Linked DNA regions of Mus musculus: region 2 is linked to region 1. Evidence: chromatin contacts called from public HiChIP or PLAC-seq data. All regions are on one chromosome and are shown on one strand. Each heading gives the region's core, a stretch centred on a gene start, on an enhancer-like site or on the middle of the called end of the contact. The rest is flanking DNA. Distances are from core to core; before and after follow the strand shown.

Region 1 (3,180 bases), core at 452-2,951:
TGCTGTGTATCACACTGAAGTTTTCAGCTGCCTGGCACATGGGGTGTTTCCTTCTACATCTGTTGTTGGCTACTGGAGGGAAAACTACCACACAAGAAGTATTTCATCCTTTGCTTGTGCCTTGCGGTGTCTTCAGCACCATTTATTGACATAGGCTAACATGGTGCCATTTGCCAGAAAGAAAATTACCCATAAAGCTATTATAAAACAGGGCAAGAGATGTTGAATGCAATGTGGTGTCTTCCTCTACTCAGCCTCTGCACACACCCAGCACATACATTGGAACTTCCACATAACTAGGAGACAAGTCTGTGCTCTCACCTATGGAGACTAGCTGTCCTTTGCACAAGGGAAGTTCCCATCAGTCCCCAAAATGAGATGCACAGTCCTAAGAGTGACTTCATCCACCGCAGGCTTCATTAACTTCTGCTCAGATTCCACTACAGTGCACTGACTATTATTACCTAAAGCCTGAGTTATAAACCCAACAGCTTAAGTGTGGCATCATAAGGGGAAGAAAGGTTGAGAAGGCCTTACCATACACATCCAAAGAACAACAAAGTGAAATGCTGGAAGCTACTACCGTCCTCTTTCAATAGTCATTTCGTATTTCTGTTTTCCCTCAGCCTAAACCTCAGCAGGCTTGGAGGACTTCACCCAGTGAGGGGACTTGAACTGTTATTCTTGAAGGTTCTCAGTCCCTATGACTCCTGTTTTACTTGGACCCTTGTATGTTTTACTAACATTTATTATTGGGTATGGATCTCCTACAACACTCCTGCAAAATTTCCTGTATTTCAGACATAGGATTCTTTTCTGGTTTGTGTCTTGCTTGTCCTCCAAAGGCTACAAGCTAAGGCTTGGCCACTACCTCGTGCTGCTGCCTGGAGCAGGTGAGAACTTTCAGAGTAGACCTAGCAGGCGGAAGTTAGGTCTCAGGTGGTATGTCTCTGAGGGGGATCTTGGAACCCTACCCCTTCCTTTCTTTCCCTTCTTGTTTCCTGGCACCCATGAGGTGAATGGTTTTGTGGCATCACGTGCTCTTGCTATGATGTTACCAAAACACCAGAGCCAACCACCCATGCATCAAAGTTATAAAACCAAGGGCCAAAGCAAACCCTTCTTTTTGGGGAATTCTCTCAGGAATTCTGTCCCAGAGACAAAAGCTGATCACGTAACTTCCTTGCAGTAGCCCAGTTCTCCCTCAGTAATTCAGTCTCCAGTCAGGAGAGAAACTTTTTTTTTTAACTGTTTGTAAGTTTAGTAGTAGACAAGAACTTTAAAATAGCCAAGTGGCATTCTCATATTTTAATTCAGTAGGATCATTATGTCCCCTAGCAGGATCATTTTTACATTCTATACTTGGAACCGAAAGTCTCTGAATGTCATTGTCCCCATGTAAAGTCCCCGAATGTCAGAGGCCATTGTTACTGAGATAATTATTAGACGTGGAAGTGATAGGGACCACCCTCACCTTCAGTCCAGATCCATGTGCGTAGAGGAGACAGTGGTTGGGGCTGAGGGTATATAATTCATCCCGTAAATGTTGCAGCTGTTGTCCCTCAGCTGCTCCTGTAACTGAGTCTCCAGTGGGCTGCTCTGCTTTTCTGCTAGTCAGTTGCTGCTTAAGGGGAGGGCTGTGTGGTGAGTTTGGCTTAGTTAATCCCACCACTGCTATGAGACGATTGCTTCACTTCCTGGACTGTGAGTGGTTTCCTTCAGCAGCAGCTGACAGTGGAATACTAACATGGTGAAAAAGGCCTTCTGTGAGGCAGTGGATGAAGAAGCTGTCAGCAGCATTGCAGCTGGGGATGGCAAATTCTTATCCAGGAGATGTGTTTATGGAGGAAGATGAATTCCTCCCCGAACTCCAGTGCCCTCAATCTGTCCTCTTTGGAATGGTGACAGTTGGGCTCAGAGTCTCTTATTAGCAGATCTGATATATACTTACCAGAACCAGCAGACAGTTCAGCCTTGTTAAGGGGAAGTTGTGTTTATTAGCCCTACATATGGTCCCCAGCCTTACAATCATAGCCACCTTGTTCTCAGGCTCAATGAGCATGCCCTGGGATAGCTAGAAAAGAGTTCAAGTGGCTTCCACAGAGGAAACAGTATTGTATGCCTAAACACTCCTCTGCAGTGGACGCCCGTTACAGAGTTTCCTGTGGGGCACGGTCTGCCCAGGTTGAAAGGTCTGTCTACACACATCTTTGTCCCTGGTCTCCAGTGTTTACATATCAGAATTCCTAATCATCCAGCCAAAGGGTATCTAGTCAGCTATTAGGATAGATTCATAGTTTGGGTCATTGCACATTCCAAACCAAGTGAGTCACCAAATAAATTGTCGAAAGTTTTGCCCTCTGGGAGCATTTTCCTGAAATGCTATTCTTTGGGTTTGGGGTCATTCCTAGTGGGGATAGAACACTTAAGCGCTCTCATCCATTTGCTACTAACGTATCACACAGAACCACTTATAATTTGAGCTCATGTTTTATTTTACCTCAATCTGTTGTAGGGATGTAGGGAATGTGGAGGCAATTCAAGGCTAGTGGTTAGTAATCCTTGAAATTCTGAGTAGTTCCCCATCTTGTACTTTCTGTCTAATAAATGGCAGCATTTGGTGACACGTGGAGGATTTGTGGCATACCCCTGGGTGATGTCATGGACTTCTCCTCAAAGAAGTCTGGCATTCCTTTCCATCAAAGGGTTTGTGGTCTTACAGTTGGTCTATGCCTAGAAAATGAATATTACACTGATTCCCCACAGAGGTGACTTAATGACCATCAGACATTTCAGGGGTCTTTTTCTTTCTATTATGAAGCTAATACCACCTTCTAAAGGTTCCACACTGACTATTCCTGGGGAATTGGGATAAATTAACTCCCAGTGGAGATTGCTATGGGCTATAAAGCATTTGGTTAGTATAACCTTGCCGTCTTTGATGGTAAACATACCAACCATGTCTTTGGTAACCTGCACTGTTCCTGATATAATCAGTCATGACTAAGGAAATAATGAAGCCGCTAGAGTGTTTGTTGGCATATCCTCTGGTCATATCTGGTCTATAAAAGAGAATAACAAGAAAATTTGAGAGATGCAGTGCCCTGTGACAAATGTGCTCTTCAGGGTCTTCATGTAGGAGGTGCCTTTGATCCTTCTCAGGAGTATAATTTTGAGATA
Region 2 (3,020 bases), core at 247-2,746, 740 kb after region 1:
ATGGGTCAGGGCAAAGCAGATCAGGACGTCTGCTTTTAAGAAGGCCATCTGTAGTCCTGGCGGGATCCTGACAGCAAGCTGAAACAGAATGTAGAAGCAGGTTGGGATGTAACTGAGACTTGTCAGGGAAATGGAGAGAGAGAGCAGGAGCTCAGATACTGTGGGGCAGAGGCTGGCTGCAGGGTAGGAACCTATTGACCTCCAGGGAGGTTGTAAAGTCAGCCAATCAAACACCTAGGAAGGAGAGGAGTAAATCTGGGGCAAAGCACCAGCCTCAACGGTTTTCAGGTCTCTCGAGGATACCCTCTCTGTGTTCTGGTCTTTGAAAGCCGTGGTGATTTGAATGATAGAGACCTCCACAGGCTCATGTGTTTGAATGCTTGGTCCTTAGTTTGGTGGAACTGTTTGGGAAGGATTGGGAGAAATCCTTGTGCCCTTGCCGTAGGTCATTGGGGGTGGGCTTTGAGGTTTCAGAAGCCCACCTCAGCCTAGCCTCACTCACTCACTCACTCACTCTCTTTCTGCCTTCTGCCTGCATGCAGCTCAGCATGGAAGCTCCCAGCTACCGCTCCAGTGCGATGCCTGTCTGCCCACTGTCATGCTCCACGCCACGATGGCCATGGACTCTAATGCTCTGTGACTGTGAACCCCAATAAACTCGTTCTTTTATAAGTTGCCTCAGTCATAGTGTTTCTTCATAACAGTGCAAAAGTAGCTAAGACAGGAGATGCAGAAGTCTTTTTCTTTGATTTCTTCTCCTGGGAACTCTACAGTCAGCTAGGTTCTGGAAAAAGGGTGTAGATTAGGAAAAGAAAAAGAAAATCTTTTTTTGTTGAATACTGAGTACAAAGTTGTATATGGTGTGTGTGTGTGTATCCATACTACCTCCCCTCACACATACAGATATACATCGCTCAGCTTTTACTTTGTTGACCTATCACCCCCGACCCTAAGAAGCCACTAAGAAGCACCACCTGTTTCTATTAACCATCTCTCTGGACAGTTTCGCAGCCTTCCTCTCCCTCAGATGCCATCTACCCTTAAGAGTCTGGATCCCACCGGGCAGTGGTGGCGCACACCCAGCACTCAGGAGGCAGAGGCAGGTGGATTTCTGAGTTCAATGCCAGCCTGGTATACAGAGTGAGTTCCAGGACAGCCAGGGCTACACAGAGAAACCCTGTCTCGAAAAACCAAAAAAAAAAAAAAAAAAAAAAAAAAAAAAAAGAGAGTCTGGATTCCCTGTTCCTTACTTCCTTCCCTGGTGACCATGGACACGTTCTTTAGCCAGTCAGGGTGCCAGCTGGCTCATCTGTAAAATGGGTGAGCATACTGTTGTTCTGTGATTCACTTCAGATAATCCATGCATAGTACTGGGCACAGGGCCTAGGACATCTGTGATCCCATACAACTGCCTGGGGAGCACTCCTCCTCCTGGGTTTCGTGACCCTGCTGCAAATGGCTGCCTTCCTCTTTTTGCCAGGCGTGCCCCCTTCGAAGCTTCTGCCCTCCCCACACGTGGTATTGTTTCCTGTGGTTCTGGCTTCTCCATCTGACCACACTTCCTCTTCTTAGCCACTCCCCATTTGTATCAGTTGCTGCTACCTAGTTTCTCTTATCCAGCCACCTCCCCTCCTCCCACTTCTTTCTACTTCCCAGTATCCACTAACCCAGGCGATCAGTGCCTCCATGCAAGCCAGCCTCCTTGACCTCACCTTCACCCCTCCTCCTACCCTTCTCCTGTTCCTGTCTAGTGTTCCCGCAGAGACTGGTTCCAGTGGATTCCAAAGTCTGTGGAGGTTCAAATCCTATGTATCAGATGCTGTTTGCATACACGCCAAGCACATCCTTCCATACACCTTAAATCGCCTCTCAATTACTCATATTACCCAATACGCTGTAAGTGCTCCATCAATAGTTGTGTTCTACTTGAGGAGATAATGACCAGGAAGAAGAAAGTCTGGGAGTTTCTGTTTTGGTGTAGGTGCAACCCTCAGCCTGCCAAGGAGGCCTGGAGAGCAACTGAAGATCTACAAAATACTGAGCCTGGATGACAGGATATTCCTACACAGAGCTGTGTCCATGGGTTTCAGCTTAATGTTTGCATCCTGGGACCTTGAGTTCTGCCTTCTGGAATTTTTTTTCCCTGGGTGTTTCCATTGGAGGTAGGTCATATCCATGGGTTCAGGTCCCGGAGCCTCAAAAGTGCTAATTGTGAGCCCTGTCCGCCGATTCCCTTCATCTTGCCGTTTCTTTCTATTACTGATCCAAACCCTGGAGCATCTGCGGCACTACTACCAACGTCCTTAAGAAGTGCTCCCTCGGGCTGGAGAGATGGCTCAGCAGTTACAAGCACTGACTGTTCTTAAGAGGTCCTGAGCTCAAGTCCCAGCAACCACAGGGTGGCTCACAACCATCTGTAATGGGGATCCAGTGCCCTCTTCTGGTGTGTCTGAAGACAGCAACAGTGTTATCATATACATAAAATAAATAAAAATAAATCTTTAATAAGCAGCTGCTCTCATGGATATCCAGGTGTCCCATCCCATATCTTGGATACCTCAGGGATCTCCCAGGGCAAAGAGGAAAATAATTTGACAAAAGCTAGAACGGGGCTTAGGCTAGGAGGTAGGTAGAGAGAGGCTTGCCTAGCTCCAGGCTCAGGAGTTGTTTCCAAACAGGGCTGGAGGAGTCCAGGCAGGATTGCAACAGCCATGAACCAGAATAAGCAGCCCGGGGTAGACTGGAGAACTTCTAACTAGACACTCACGGCTCAGGAAAGGAGACCAACCTAACTTGGCTTGCAAGGTCTACTCTTACTCAGCCCCTCTCCCCTTCCAGCAGCCATTAAATAAATGCACACCAATTCTGCAACCAGTCTTACACCATTAATATCCTGATCCTGTGAGCCTTCATCTAGGTTTTTTTGTTTGTTTGTTTGTTTTTTTTTTTTTTTGCTTTTCTAGACAGGGTTTCTCTATGTAGCCCTGGCTGTCCTGGAACTCACTTTGTAGACCAGGCTG

What was found. HiChIP or PLAC-seq counts read pairs in DNA pulled down with a chosen protein or histone mark.
Region 2: a contact with region 1 is called in an H3K27ac HiChIP or PLAC-seq map of microglia, with 5 times the contacts expected there. The contact joins two enhancer-like sites.

What each region holds. Positions count from the first base shown.
Region 1 is chr2:72,316,975-72,320,154 of GRCm38.p6, forward strand. All of the region lies in intron 2 of Map3k20 (mitogen-activated protein kinase kinase kinase 20), which reads left to right. Among named protein-coding and RNA genes, the nearest start is that of Map3k20, 33 kb to the left of the region's middle. Within about 2 kb of position 1,702, at least 105 of the 459 cell types and tissues checked have an H3K27ac peak or open chromatin away from gene starts, as enhancers often do. A contact at or near this core is called in microglia, where this site is marked.
Region 2 is chr2:73,052,730-73,055,749 of GRCm38.p6, forward strand. No RefSeq gene overlaps it. Among named protein-coding and RNA genes, the nearest start is that of Gm39850, 45 kb to the left of the region's middle. Within about 2 kb of position 1,497, at least 117 of the 459 cell types and tissues checked have an H3K27ac peak or open chromatin away from gene starts, as enhancers often do. A contact at or near this core is called in microglia, where this site is marked.